Linked DNA regions of Hordeum vulgare: region 2 is linked to region 1. Evidence: chromatin contacts called from public Hi-C data. All regions are on one chromosome and are shown on one strand. Each heading gives the region's core, a stretch centred on a gene start, on an enhancer-like site or on the middle of the called end of the contact. The rest is flanking DNA. Distances are from core to core; before and after follow the strand shown. Region 1 holds the start of LOC123411574 (cytochrome P450 77A3). Region 2 has its middle 80 kb from the start of LOC123407828.

Evidence for each region. Hi-C and Micro-C count contacts between places; a contact is called where the count stands out from the background.
Region 2: a contact with region 1 is called in a Hi-C map of leaf, with 4 times the contacts expected there. The contact joins the enhancer-like site here to the promoter of LOC123411574 in region 1. A contact is called at or near these places in 2 of 6 Hi-C or Micro-C datasets (both in leaf).

Annotation. Positions count from the first base shown.
Region 1 is chr7H:588,201,444-588,208,921 of MorexV3_pseudomolecules_assembly, forward strand. It overlaps LOC123411574 (cytochrome P450 77A3), which reads left to right and starts at 3,142. Exons shown (of 2, transcript XM_045104543.1): 1 at 3,142-4,685; 2 at 5,357-6,193. The coding sequence starts at 3,570. The coding sequence ends at 5,827.
Region 2 is chr7H:588,472,595-588,480,081 of MorexV3_pseudomolecules_assembly, forward strand. No RefSeq gene overlaps it. Among protein-coding and RNA genes, the nearest start is that of LOC123407828, 80 kb to the right of the region's middle. Within about 2 kb of position 5,122, at least 3 of the 3 cell types and tissues checked have open chromatin away from gene starts, as enhancers often do. A contact at or near this core is called in leaf, where this site is marked.

The sequences.
Region 1 (7,478 bases), core at 1,892-4,391:
TTAGTCTAGACTCTAGAGTTAGAATCTAACTCTAACCTCTAAATCGGTTAGAGTATCCAAACAGGGTCATATAACTGGTCCGGACATTCTCTATGACTTGGTCTAGGGCTATGACCCAGTCTTTGCAAGTGTAGCTGAAGGCCTCCCTCCACATTGCTTGTGACCACGTCTTAAGAACAACTCCAATGGGGCGACCCATTTCGTCCGCCGCCGTCCGTTTGGGTCGGCGCAGACACAAAAGTCGGCCCAACGCGCCGACCCAAACGGACGCGCGTCCAGTTTTCGTCCACCTGGGGACCCATTCCCGACCCAATTTTGGGTAGGATTTGCGTCGGCGCGGACACGAGACAGACGCTCGCGCGCGCGCGCCTACTCCTTTTCCCGAGCCCGCCGGTCGGTGGCTTCCAGCACCATTTCCCCTCAAAAAGCCTACCGCCCGCGCGCGCTCCCGCCCGACGCCCGCTCCAGCTCCCGCCCCGCACCCGCCATGGACGGCGACCTCGACCTCGACCTCGACGCCGCAGCCGGCCGGGCCTCCCTCGTGTTTGACAAAGGCAAGCATCACGCCTCCCGGAAGGCCGCCGCACCGAAGCCAGAGCCGAAGAAGGTGCTGACGGCTGAACAGCGGGCAAAGGAGTCGGCCAAGAGGAAGGACCGGAGGCACGCGGCAGGCGCAAGGGATGAAGCCATCGCGGCGGCCGCCGCGCAGCAGCAGGTCACCAACGCTCGCGTCGCGGTGGCAACGAGGGAGGTGCTCTGCATGTTGGGGTTAAACCCTAGCCAGCACGGCCTTGTCAACGCCGCCGTGGACGTCGCGGTCAGCACCGGCTCATCTGCCTTCCCTCGTGCGCTGCTACCCAAATCGGCCCGTGCGTTGTCTTGCAACCCGATGCACAGCTTCCACGTCTACCTGCAGGCCTCCCGTCTCTCGGGGGAGTGCTCGCCCGAGGTGAGCGTGGTCGCGCCTTCCACGCCCGCACCCACGACCATCCACCTCAACGCCACACCGGTGGCCGGTGGCTCGTCATCCGGAGGCGCGAGGAAACGTGCGAGGCATACGCCAGCCGACAAGCTGCCAGACGCGCGCAACCTATTCGGCGGAATTCTGGCCGTCGATGACTACATGCAGAACATGATCTTCGAGGGTGGTGCGCAAGACGCTGGCTTCGATCCCAACGAGACACAAAGCCAGGATGGCCGAGGCTACAATGAAGATCAGGCCGCCTTCATGGGTGATCAGGTCAGCGTCGGCCTGGACCTGGACGGCTCCCCTCTCGATCATGAGTTCCCGGAGGACTACGGGCTAGAGGAAGAGTACGAGTGTGACATCGAAGCGGAGCCTTTGTTTGAGGACGAGCTCGCCAACCAAGCGGACGGGACGACACCGAAGCGCAAGAGCAAGCGGACCAAGGCATACACGGCGGTCGAGGACAAGCTTCTTTGAGAGCGTTGGAGAGACATTGGGCAAGACCCCAAGACGGGTGCCGAACAAAAGCATTCAACCTTTTGGATTCGTGTTCACCGTGAGTTTCATGAGCGGAAGAAGTTTCCGCCGTATCAAATAGCAAGCGCGCGTGGGTGGGTGTCCATTTCGAAGCGTTGGAGGGTGATCCAACAAGAGTGAAACAAGTTTTGTGCCACTCTTGAGAGCGTCAAGGCCCGCCCCGTGAGCGGCATCGGTGTGCAAGACATGGTATGCCAGCAAGCCGCCCTCTTTTTGTGTCATCATGTACATGCTTTTCATATCATTTTATCAATAGACTTGCATGAAATACATTTGTAGGCATTTCAAGCGTTAGAGGCATTCAAGGCCCAACACAATGGCAAGTGCTTCAACCTCTCCCATTGCTTTAGGGTGATCAAAGACGAGGAGAAGTTCAAGACGCAATATGCCGGCCTCAAGTCGCGTGGTGGGAAGCAAGCCGTGGAGGAGGTTGGGGACGGCGAGAAGGCTCGGCCGGGGGGGGGGGGGGGGAAGACCAACTCCAAGAAGGAGGACAAGCGGGATGCGGCATCGATCGCCTTGATCGCAACCGTGGAGGGCATGATCACCAAAAAGGACTCAAGGGAGGAGAAGCGCCGGCAAGAAAGAAAAAAGCAAATAAACGCCTTCTTGGAGCTCCAAAGGAGGAGGATTGACAAGAAGGCGGAGAAGCAAGCACGAATGCTTGAGATGGAGGCGGAGAAGCAAGCCAAAATGCTAGAGATTGAGGTCGCCAACGCCAAGACCAAGGTCAAAGAAGTGGCTCTCGCGAACATGATGACCGGGGTGGAGATCATGAAGGTGGATCTCAACACTGTATCGCCAAGGAAGAGGCCGTGGTTCGAGAAGATGGAGGCCAACATGCTCAACTTCGACAACGAGTGATCTATGGCGACGAGCGCCATGTTTTTTGGATGCGAGCAGGTGTGCTGGCATGACCACGGGGCCGCAATGACGTGGTCGAACTCAAGTCCCACAGGTTTTTCTGTGCTGGCATGTGTGTCGGCCAGCTAGCGAGTGCGCCAGCATGACTGTGATGCTATTTTTTGAAGCCGGCATTGTATGATGGCGCTGGCATGTTGCTCGCATGAAACATGGCCGCTGACATGATCTGCCGCGGGCCTTTTTTTTAAATATGTTGACCGCGGACATGAAATGGGTCGGCACGTTAGACGCACTGCCGATCCAAATCTAAAACAGGACGGACGTCGGACGGCCGCCCGACCCAAACAGACAAAAGACGGACAAATTCGTCGTCCGTTTGGGTCGGTCCGTTGAAGTTGCTCTAATAAAAACTATTTAGGCGATCAGGCGACCAGCGCGCGGTAAACTAGTTTTTTAGGCACGGCGCGCATATTGGAGATGGTCTAAAAACTATTTCATTGCTTACGAGTTACTGACGCCCATGATTTTTACCCGCCGGGCAAAGTTAATTGTGACCCTTTTAACAACGGGGGAAATGGCAGTGTACCGGCCTGGCCATGGTCACTCCCTGGGTGCGTGAATAATGGCTTGGCTCCCATCCCATGGTCGCAGCGCGTTGGACTTGGACAGCGTCACTCCACTTCCCAACCGCACCGGCTCGTGCTCCACTGACGCGCGCCATTAATGAAAGCGATAGCAGAGCGATGAGCGCAGCAGCCATGCCGCTTCTAGATTCCAAGAAAGAAAACCAGCTGCGTGCGGCTCACTGGCTCCCTAGCTAAGGTAGCCATGGCCAGCTTGCTGCCGCCGGTACACAGTACAATACCAGTGGCGTACGTACAGCCCTACTGCTCGCCGAGCTCTCACGAGCCCGCATTAAAGGACACACCAGAGCTCGCATTCATGGCTCCTTTCAGATGGTAGATGGCTCGCATTTACGCCCCCCACAGTAGTCTCGCCTCGTCTCCCCCGGCCCGCCCCGCTATATATCGCTCCACCCACTCCGCCATTGACGACACACCACGCATACTAGCTCATCGACCTGCCTCCTAGGTACGTACAGCACACACTATTTTCATGCCATTCCTCCACCTCCAGTAGAGCAAGCTTACAAAGAGGCGTACATCGTGAGCTGGCCGGGTTCGACGAGGAGGGCGGCGCGATGGACGTCAACGACGTGCTGCTGCTGGCGTCGGCGGTGGTGCTGGGGCTGATGTGGTGGCGGCGGTGCTCCAAGACGGGCGGCGTGGACGGCCTCCCTCCGGGCCCGCCCGGGTGGCCGGTGGTGGGCAACCTCTTCCAGGTGATCCTCCAGCGCCGCCCCTTCATGTACGTCGTGCGCGACCTCCGGGAGAAGTACGGGCCCATCTTCACCATGCGCATGGGCCAGCGCACCCTCGTCATCGTCACCGACGCCGACCTCATCCACGACGCGCTCGTCAAGCAGGGCCCCATGTTCGCCAGCCGCCCGGCGGACAGCCCCATCCGCCTCCTCTTCAGCGTCGGCAAGTGCACCGTCAACTCCGCGCCCTACGGCCCGCTCTGGCGCGCGCTCCGCCGGAACTTCGTCGCCGAGATCGTGTCGCCGCAGCGGGTCAAGGGCTTCTCGTGGATCCGGGAGTGGGCCATGGGCAACCACCTCCGCCGGATACGCGCGGAGCACGCCAAGACCGGCGCCGTCCGCATGATGGCCAGCTGCCGCCTCACTATCTGCAGCATCCTCATCTGCATCTGCTTCGGCGCCAAGATCCCTGACGAGCTCATCGTGGAGATCGAGGAGGTGCTCAAGGACGTGATGATGATCTCCCTGCCCAAGCTCCCGGACTTCCTGCCCCTCCTCACGCCGCTCTTCCGGAGGGAGCTCGCCGAGGCCAAGAACCTGCGCCGGCGGCAGCTCAACTGCCTGCTGCCGCTGGTGCGCGCGCGGCGGGAGTTCCTCCGGACAGGCGGCAACGCGTGCAAGGCGGCCGGGGAGGGGAACAGGGTGATCGGCGGCGTGGAGATGATGAGCCCGCCCGGGGAGGCGTACGTGGACTCGCTGTTCGACCTAGAGCCGCCGGGCAGAGGGAAGCGGCTCGGCGAGGAGGAGCTGGTCACGCTCTGCTCCGAGGTGATGAGCGCCGGCACCGACACCAGCGCCACCGCGCTGGAGTGGGTCATGATGCACCTCATCCTCGACCCGGCCGCGCAAGAGAGGGTCTACGACGAGGTCGTCGCCAAGGCCGGCAAGACCGCCCGGATCACCGAGGCCGACGTCGAGTCCTTGCCCTACCTGCAGGTGATCAATCCATCCATTCCCATTCTAGCATACTCTACATTGTTTATCTTTGACATCATTTAACTCAAGCGACAGATTAATTAATTTAGCAATATGCTTATTACCATGCACAGAAATGGTTCATTCTTGCAAGCTCGTTTGGGCAAAATCAATTGTAAGAAATTCCTGTCCTTAAAGTAGACATTTGGCATTGCAGTTGAGACTTGAGAGAAGTCCACTTTAGCACCAGGACATAGGAATATGAACTGATGATCACTACTACCTGATCGACCGGCTAATCAATCAACTAAACCTTCACAGTTTGTGATTGGAACACAAGTGTCACACCATCACCATCGATCGATCGGTCGGTCCCATGCATGTTCCCTTCCCTTTTTCTGTTGAAGGACTATCACCACACCTTCGAACCAAGATTGCGGCTACTAATTAAGGATAGTTGACGTAGGGATTAAAGTAAGCAGACACTCATGCAGCTGGCCACTCGAGTGTAGCCGGTGACCAAATGATCAATCATGATCGATGATTTGGACATGAAAACAGATTTGAAAATGACGTTTGCCGGCTCATCAGTGAGCCAGGGTCAACCGAAAGCGATCGACAGCAGAAGACTCCAATTTCTAATTAAGTAAGTTTGACGTGTGAGGTGTGACTAAATATTTTCTTGGTCGCAGGCGGTGGTGAAGGAGACGTTCCGGCGGCACCCGCCGAGCCACTTCGTGCTGTCGCACGCGGCGACGAGGGACGCCGAGCTGGGCGGGTACAGGGTGCCGGCGAACGCCAGCGTGGAGTTCTACACGGCGTGGGTGACGGAGAACCCGGAGACGTGGCCGGACCCGGGCGCGTGGCGGCCGGAGCGGTTCCTCGAGGGCGGCGAGGGCCACGACACCGACATCACCGGCACGCGCGCGCTCCGCATGATGCCGTTCGGCGCCGGCCGCCGCATCTGCCCGGCCGCCACGCTCGGCGTGCTCCACATCCAGCTCACCCTCGCCAACATGATTCGGGAGCTCCGGTGGACTCCCCCCGCCGGCGAGGGCCCCCCCGACCCCACCGAGACCTTCGCCTTCACCGTCGTCATGAAGAACTCGCTCCGGGCCGGCATCGTCGAGCGCAACCAGCCGCCGCCGGTGGCCGCGAATTGACTGCCTCGGTCGACCCAGATGCGCGGCGGTGGCGGTGGCGGTGGCGGTGGCGCGCGTACGTACGTACGTGCCACGGTTAGGTGATTATGGCGCGGGGTCTCATGCATCAAGAAAAGACATGTATAAATACTGCTCCGATCCGCCGTTGGAATTGGACATCGCATCGAGATGCTGTCTTAATTTTTAGTGTCATGTTTTATTTTCTCCTCTTCTCTTGAGTATTTTAGTGCTTCATCTTATTTTCATTCTTTCTCCTTCTCTTTAATTCTTGATTTGATCGACAAATGTATCTATAACCCTGGTCTTGTTCGTTGGGAGTATATTTTTGTTGTCATTCAAGAAAAGAAATAGCCATTACGTCCTAAATTCCACAGTGTGGTGTATATTTTGTTTGACCTTGTTTACAAAATGAGCTATCGACATCTATAATACTAAATAAATAAAATATAAAAATATACATCAAGATTAATCTAATGATAATATGGCCTTGTTGATGCTTTTCTTTTTAAATTTGATCAAACACACACATGCTTGATTTTGAGAAAACGAAATTTGCACTACATTTTAAAACGAGGGTACCACTCTAAGTTTTTACTCTCTCTACCTAAATACTCTACTTATAGTTGCACAGAACCGGTTATGAACCGTACTCTCTGTTGAGGTCTCCAGGAGGCCTTTTTTACGTCGATAGGGGTTGCCCGGCATAATTTTTACTCTGGGGGTTACTATTTTTTCGCTCGTTGTGTCCCCAGCCATCAGGCAGGGCGCTCTATGCCGGTCACACCCTCTCTATGCAGTTCATGTGTCATGTGCGGAGGAGAAATAAAGAGGAGAGAGAGGGGATGGGCGAGTGATGGTTGGTTATTTGCATGTAAAAAGTAGCCTCGGCGCCCCCGAATACCCCCTGGTGATCTGGATTTGGCCTGAGAATGCCGGCTCTAGTTTTGTCCAAATCTGACGAAAAGTGGGGCGTTGAGGGCATGAGTGGAAATTTTTCGTCCATCGACGCCAAAAAGTGCTCCTAGGGGGCGTCTTGGGGACGGCTAGAGATGTTGTTAGGTGCATGGGATGTGACATTAACCCAATAATCAATTCACCCGCAAAAGAAAAATCTTAATAATCAATAAAAATCGGTAGACGTTGGTACCTGTGTGACTAAGAATATCAAAGTCAGGGCTGCAACCTATCAAATGTGGTTTGGTCAGAGGTACCAATTGGAGCTTGATGCGCCGAAAGACCAATGGTTCAACCATCCTTATTCATGCAGTTGTGTCATTAAACAGACATTTGAGCTTTGAACTAAGAATGATGGGCGTTTGAGCTTCACTCGGATGGTTGGTGCGCAGTAGCGATCAGAAGTGTGACTTGAGAAGTGAGTGGCAGTTAGGGATTGGGTTCAGTCTAAACTAGGCCTACACTGTTTGGTTAAGAGTGGAACATTAATGCTGCAATGCCTAGTCTTCCAGGGACGCCTTTTCTAATTAAGATGCATAGATAAGATTCTTTCATGTGAGTGGGGAAAAAACCTACAATTAGAGGTGTCATTAGTAGAAAATCATCGGTTTACAAACCTTGACCAAATTTATCGAGCCGAAAAATTGATAATAGTGAGAATATTTTTTATCCTGTTTTGACATGGCAAACCGTCCAC
Region 2 (7,487 bases), core at 3,872-6,371, 270 kb after region 1:
GTTGATCAAGATCTCAGACAAAGAGTAAATCAAGATGATCAACACACAAAGCGTACAAGATGTACGGAGCGGGATCAAGTGATCCCATGGTATGGTAAGCATTGTCCATTACATGTTTGTGTACTAACCCATGGTCTTCGCGAGAGTTCTATGTGGGGGTTAGGTGTGTTTCCATGGGCTTGCGTCAAAGGGAAGATCTCATACAACTCATGAAGTATGACGTCAAGTTGTGATCGTCATCAAGATTGCGATGTGCAAGTTCAAGTGGATCAGCACGAAGATATCATGCTTGAAGCTTGCCATCCATTGTGGTGCCAATGGACTTGTGAAGATATGTTGAAGAGTGGCTCACCCATAGTGAGTATGGGGGAGCAATCAACTAGTCTTCATCAAGCCAACGCAATCAAGAAAGGTGGTCCATCTTGAGGAAGCCAAGATCATCATCATCTAGCTCAAGAGGACGAGGTGCAAGGTATAGGTTTGCCCTTGATAGGTTTTCTGTTTAGGATAGATTGCTGTACTATCAAGGGGGCTCTCAAGTGAGTAGCTTGATCGTATCATTCATTGAGAGCTCAAACCATTTGCATCCTTGCATCATACTTCTTGGTTCTCGTTTGGTGTTTCTCTTTGTGAGTTTTAGAGCTTATGGTCATCTTCGTGACAAGCTCGAGTTCATCGAAAACGGAGTCCATATGCATCTACTATGATGTTTTCGATGTTGGAGTTTTTGCCGGTTCTTCATTCATAGAGGGACTTGACCACTTCGTGTATATCATTGGCATTTTCATATCTGCATGGTCTTAAGATTTTCATATCATTGACCACCATATTTGTCGTTGTTTGGATAGCTCTTGTCCTCCTGAATCCAACAAGCTTGGGTTTGCTCGATTCGGAGCTCGTATGCGAAAGTTATGGTTGTTTCAGTGGCGAGCGGTAGTACCTCTGGACCTAGCGGTAGTACCGCTAGAGGTGGCGGTAGTACCGCTGGCCCTAGCGGTAGTACCGCTGTCCCAGCGGTATTGCCGCCCCTGGCCAGCGGTAGTACCGCTCCAATTTTTAGTACCGTCATCTTTGCGGTTGTACTGCGTCGGACATTTTTGTGAAGACTTTCTTGGCGGTGGTTGGCCCGGTAGTATCTTTGCACTACCATGGGCTAAGCGGTAGTACCGCTGCAGCCAGCGGTAGTACCGCTGGAGGGTTAACGGTAGTACCGCTGGAGGGTCAGCGGTAGTACCGCTGCAGCCAGCGGTAGTACCGTTGGGCTCGGGCTGTAAGTGGGGTAACGGTCTGATTCCTTCCCCCACTATATAAAGGGGGTCTTCTTCCCCTTGGTCTTATTCATCCGTTGAGCTCTTGTTCTACCTCCATTGTTGACATTCTTAGAGCTTGCTTACTCTCAATCCCTCCAATGATTCTTGCTTGTTCTTGAGGGAAAAGAGAGAGGAGATCTGGATCCACATCTCCACCAATCACTTTCTCCTCTATGTGAGGGGAACCCCTTGGATCTAGATCTTGGAGTTGTTTGTGAGCTCCTTGTTCTTCCTCTCATATTTCTCGATAGCTTTCGTTGTTGTGGAGGGATTTGAGTGTGAGGGACTTGAGCACTTCGTGTGTTCTTGCCATTGCATTGGTTGCACCGGTTTGAGTTCTCCACGGTGATACATGGAAGTGAAGTTTGAGAAGCTTATTACCTTTGGTACTTAGTACCCTAGATATTGTTCTTCGTGGATGCTTTGGCGTCCTAGAAGCTTGGTGGTGTCTCGAAGCTCAATCATTGTGGTGTGAAGCTCCGGGCAAGCGTCGGGGTCTCCAATTAGGTTGTGGAGATTGCACCGAGCAATTTGTACGGGTACCGGTAACCGCCCCCAAGGGTTGCCACGTGTACGGGTTCGGTGACCGCCCCCAAGGTTTGCCATTTGTACGAGTTCGGTGACCGCCCTCAAGGGTCCCTTAGTGGAATCACGGCATCTTGCATTGTGCGAGGGCGTGAGGAGATTACGGTGGCCTTAGTGGCATCTTGGGGAGCATTGTGCCTCCACACCGCTCCAACGGAGATTAGCATCCAGAAGGGTGTGAACTTCGGGATACATCATCGTCTCAGCGTACCTCGGTTATCTCTTACCCAAACCCTTTACTTATGCACTTTACTTTGTGATAGCCATATTGTCTTTTGTTATATATCTTGCTATCACTTAGTTGTTTATCTTGCTTAGCATAAGTTGTTGGTGCACATATGTGAGCCTAGTTGTTTGAGGTTTTGTGCTTGACATATTAAACGTTAGTTTTATTCCGCATTTGTTCAAGCTTAAACCTTAATTATTTTAAAGCGTCTATTCACCCCCCTCTAGGCGACATCCACGCCCTTTCACCATTTCTCGTCAATTTTGGCGGGAAAGTATTGGGGGATAAATTGGCGGGAAAGTATTGGGGGAGGGGGGTAAATTGGCGGGAACCTAGGCAGAAAATGGAGCATGGAAAATAGCTAACATGCAAAAAAAATCCCATGCATCTATTGGCCTAGCCAACACCAATCAGTCCTTATTGGTCTAAGCCAAGGCTGATAAGGACTTATTGGCCTAGCCAAGGCCGACAGGAGCTTATTGGCTTCGCCAAGGCCGATAAGCTACCGGAAGCCAGGCTGACAGGCCTATCGACCTAACCAAGGCCGATTGGGACTTATTGGTCTTGGCTAAGCCGATATGTTCCAATCGACCACGCCTAAGACGAGGCCGTATTATTTTTGAAAATTCTAAATTTTGTGTAATATTTTTCAAAAAAAAAAACAAAAATGCAATATTTAAAAAAATTTAGCCTTTATCTACGCTATGTATGCAAATTGGCAGGCCTCGGCCGTGTGCACTGCTCGAATCGGGAAATAAAGAAGTAAGGCAAATAGGGAATTCCCGATCAAATGTTTAATTTTTGCTAGCCCTTTAGTTAGTCTCGCTCCATGCTAAAGCGTTTTGTTTTTTGAGGGGCACTCCATGCTAAAGCTTTAGTAGATAGAGCGAATTTATTTACTTTTGAGCAAAAGTAGCAAATGGAGAAGATTGCAGGCACCCTTACGTGACGAAATTATTAATTGAGAAGTACTCATTTTAAAGGTTATTACTTCCATCTTTTCATGTCACAACAAGTGGTACACTGTATGTGTCACTTGTCGTAAATCCGGATTTTTTTTCTTTTTTTCATACATCCGTTATTTTAAAACGTTTTATCTCTTAAACCGTGCGTCCAAATCTCGAACCATTTTCATCTTTAGATTTCTCGTTTCAAGATCTTTGAAATTAGATCCCATGTTAATAGGTTTCAATAAACATTTTTTCAAAAAAAATGGACGAAAAAATCATGCCTCTCACGGAATGCAAAAAATGTGTTTTGTTTCCGTTTCAGAGAGACATGACCCTGCCTATCGCAGAAGCAAAACCGTGCATTCTGCAAAAGAAAAAAAAAGAAAAACACGATTTTTTCTGTTTTCGAGACACAACCGAAGCAAATCATGCCCCTTGGCAAATAAACAAAAATAAAAAATGTGTTTTTTCATTTACAAGAGGCACGGCTATGCCTCTCACAGAAGCAAAATCATGCCTCACGATAAAGGAGAAAACAGAAAATACTTTTTTTTCGTTTCTGAGAAACACAACCGTGTCTCACGAGGAATAAAACTGTTGCCTCTCAAGAAAGGAAAAAATGCAAAAAAAAATCAAGATACACGACCGTGCCTTTTACGGAAGCAAATTTATGGCTCTCGCGAAAGAAAACCCTCTTAAGAGAAACAATAAACAAAGCACGTTTTCTCATGCAAAAAAAAAGATTTTTTTTTTCATCCAAAAGGTAGGAAAGACCATTGGATAACTGAAACAGAGAATAAAAAAACAAAAAACATTTTTAAAAGCCAAAAATGCATGTGATAAAATAAATAAAAAAGAAAATCCAGAGGAAACACCTAGAACGCGACTCGTGGCAGTGACTGGCAATGCGCCAAATGGTGGCGTTTGAGAGTGACCCTCGAAAGAGTTCCGAAGAAGCGTTCCTTAGATATTTGTTCCCACTACGTGTGAATACAAAGTGAGACGTAGGGAAGGCTCGCATCAAGGCCACTGCAAGATGGGTTGGTCCGGGCGCGCAGAGGCCACAGGCTCGTTTTCTTAGGTTTTCAATTTTTTTCATTTTACCTTTTCTTTGTTAATATCATTCGTACTTTCAAATATTCTAAATGAATATACCCCCCATCCATATTAATGGATGCAAACTTAGTACTCCGTTCATAAAAATATATTTTAATGATCTAAACGTCCTTATATTTATTTACAAAGGGAGTAAAATTTTAGTACAGTATTGTATTAGGTGTGCATCAATTAATATGGATCGGCGAGATTACTATCAATAAGAAACTGTTAATCAACCATTAGGAAAATGCAAATTGTGTACAGAAAAAATATTCCCCACATATATGAAAAATATATATACAAAACGTAAATAATTTCTGTGAAAATTTTGATCATGTATTTGAAAAATATTAATCAAGCATTTGAAAAAAATGTTTGACAAGTTTTTGAAAAATATTAATAAGGCATTGAAAAGTATTAAATATATATACAAAAATGATAACCAAGCATTACGAAATCACAAATGTATTTGTAAAACGTTTAATGTGTATAGGACAAAGGTTGAACATGTATTATAAACTTGTAATCATTTATTTGAAAATGTGAAAAAATAGCCAATGTATTAAATCGTGTATAAAAATATTGTAAAATGTCTAAAAAGTATAAGATATTGTAAAATGTAGACATGTGTGTAAATAATGTATCTAAGGTAATTGAGAAACTAATATAAAATAAGAGGAAAACTAAGAAATTGTTAAGAACGGAAAACAAAAGGCCGAGTGACAACAATAAAAATTGAGAAATATGATAAAAAAATAAAACAAACTGTTAAGGAACTAAGAAAACAGTCAAGAACCATCGAAAAATGGAGAAACTAGACGACAAAAAACCAACAATACAAATATCCATAAAGAAAAAGAAAAAGAATTCCATGGGACAGAATACTGGGGACCTCCTATGTGACGCGCTTTGCCTCCAACAGAGAAAGCTCCTACCTGGCGTTCGTTGCGTCAGGGACACCTACGCCGCACAGGGGTGCCCCGATTGGACCGGCCCAGCTCTGATTTGTTTTACTTTTTGTTACTTTCTCTTTTCTGTTTATTTTCTTCTTTTCTGGTTCGTTTTTTCTTTTCCTTTTTAGTTTTCTTCTCGTATTTGAAATAAAAAACATTTTTCGAATTTGAAAAATAATTTCGAAGTATTGTGAATGAAATTGAAAGCGTGAACAATTTTTTAAAGCATGAATATTTTTTGAATCTCGACAACAAAATTTTCAAAAGGAGATTTTTTTTGAAAAACCCTGAACAAATTTCGAAGCTTATACTAATTCTAAAACACAAACATTTTTGGAATTTTGAGAACATATTTTGAAACTGAGAACAACTTTGGAAAATCGTGAAATATTTTTTTTGAAACTAGAAATTTTTTCAAAAACTCCAAAGAAATTTGAAAGTGTGAAAAAAAATTAAACCACGAACATTTTTTCAATTTTGAGAACAAATGAACCGACCCAGCCTTTTTCAATTTTGAGAACAAACGAACAAATGAAAGTGTGAAAAAAATAAGAATAAAATTTAAAGGCTTAAAAAAAAGAAAAACTTTACAAGGAAAAGGGAACGGTTCAAAAAAATTATAGAAATTTCCCAAAGCTAGAAAACCAGACTAAAAATCTCTAAAATATTCCCAAAACCAAAAAACTCTCAAACACGATAATGAGTCCCCCAGGTCACCGCACATCACCAGTGAAAATTCTGTGCGTTGCGTCGATAGTTTGATGCAACGCGCCGCAAATAGAAAATTCCATCTAGGCGGCTTGTGTGAAGCAAGGAAAAAGGGGCTGGCCCACTTTGCTCCGTGAATGATTTTGCTTTCTTCATAATTTACTCATCTTTTCAAAGAGCTCCTATTCGACGCCACAGAACCTGCCTGTGCCCATGCGACACCACGGGTGCGTCGGCCCATGTACACGATCTCAAAAAATGAGATAAAACACTTCACTGATTCTGAAATAAGAGTCCTGAACTTGAAAAAGGAAATAGTGGCAGAAAAACGAAAAAACCGTGATTTCAAAAAACTTCTCTGATTCTGAAAAAAAAGTTCAGGAACTTGAAAAAGTTTGTTTAAGTTGAAAAAACGGTCTTCCATTTTTTCCAAATCATACTTGAATATGAAAAAAGTTCATCAATTTGAAAAAAGTTCATCAATTTTGAAAAAAAAGATTGTCAATTTTGAATTAAAATTGACCAAATCTGGATGAGTTCACCGATTTTGAAAAATGTTCATTGGACTTGAAAAAGGTTCACAGAATTTGGAAAAAAGTTCATCAGATTTGATAAAAGTTCTTCGAATTTCTAGAACTCTCTTTAAAAATAAATGATTTAAAGAAAGCTCATTGATATTGAAAGAAATTCATCAAAGGTTCATCAGTTTTTAATGTCGTCGTTTTTGTAAGAAGTTCATGAAACTTAAGAAAACAAAACAAATGGGAAGTAGGAAGGAAAAAAAGAAGGGAGAAGTTATCACAGCAAACCGTTTGTGGTTGGGTGGTTAGTGCAGTTTATCAGGGACAAGAGATCCCTCGTTTGATTCTCATGACGGGCGTTAGGTTTCATTTCAAACATATAATCTTTAGCAAATTCAGTGTAAACATAAAATAGAATAATAGCTAAACAGGTCGGCCAATCTTAGAGGGCGTCAAACGTCCGTTTGCAAAATGTGCAATAACGGTCACATGAGGCTTCAAATAAGATATGTCAACTTTTCACCGAAACAAAACAACTGATTTTTTTCAGAGCTACATACTCCCTCCGTCCGGAAATACTTGTCATAGAAATGAATGTATCTAGATGTATTTTAGTATTAGGTACATCCATTTTTATACATTTGTGTGACAAGTAATTCCGGACGGAGGGAGTATTTAACAACCTATTAGAAATAGAAAAATATATTACAAAAAAATGTTCAGTGTGTATTTCATCTTATACTAAAAAAAGTTTCATATTTTTGTTTAAAAACTCCATCAAATATTAAAAAAGTTCAATGTGTTTAACAAGAATATTCATTGGATATTAAAACAATGTTCAATATTTAAATGAAAAAAATTATATATAGTAAAAAATCTCAATGTGCATTTAAATGAAGTTTATATACTAGAAAGGAAAACTCACTTTATATTCGAAAAAATTTGGAAAATGTACAATGTGTAAAAATAAAAATAAGAATAAAAGAAGGAAATCCAAAATCTAGAAATGAAAAAAGCAATAAAACAAAGAAAAATAATCTGAAACACAACAATTGTCACATGGGTAGGCCCATTGGGAGGAGTACTCAACAAAGCTTCTATATAAGTAATACAAACGCTATATAGGACGGGCCGGA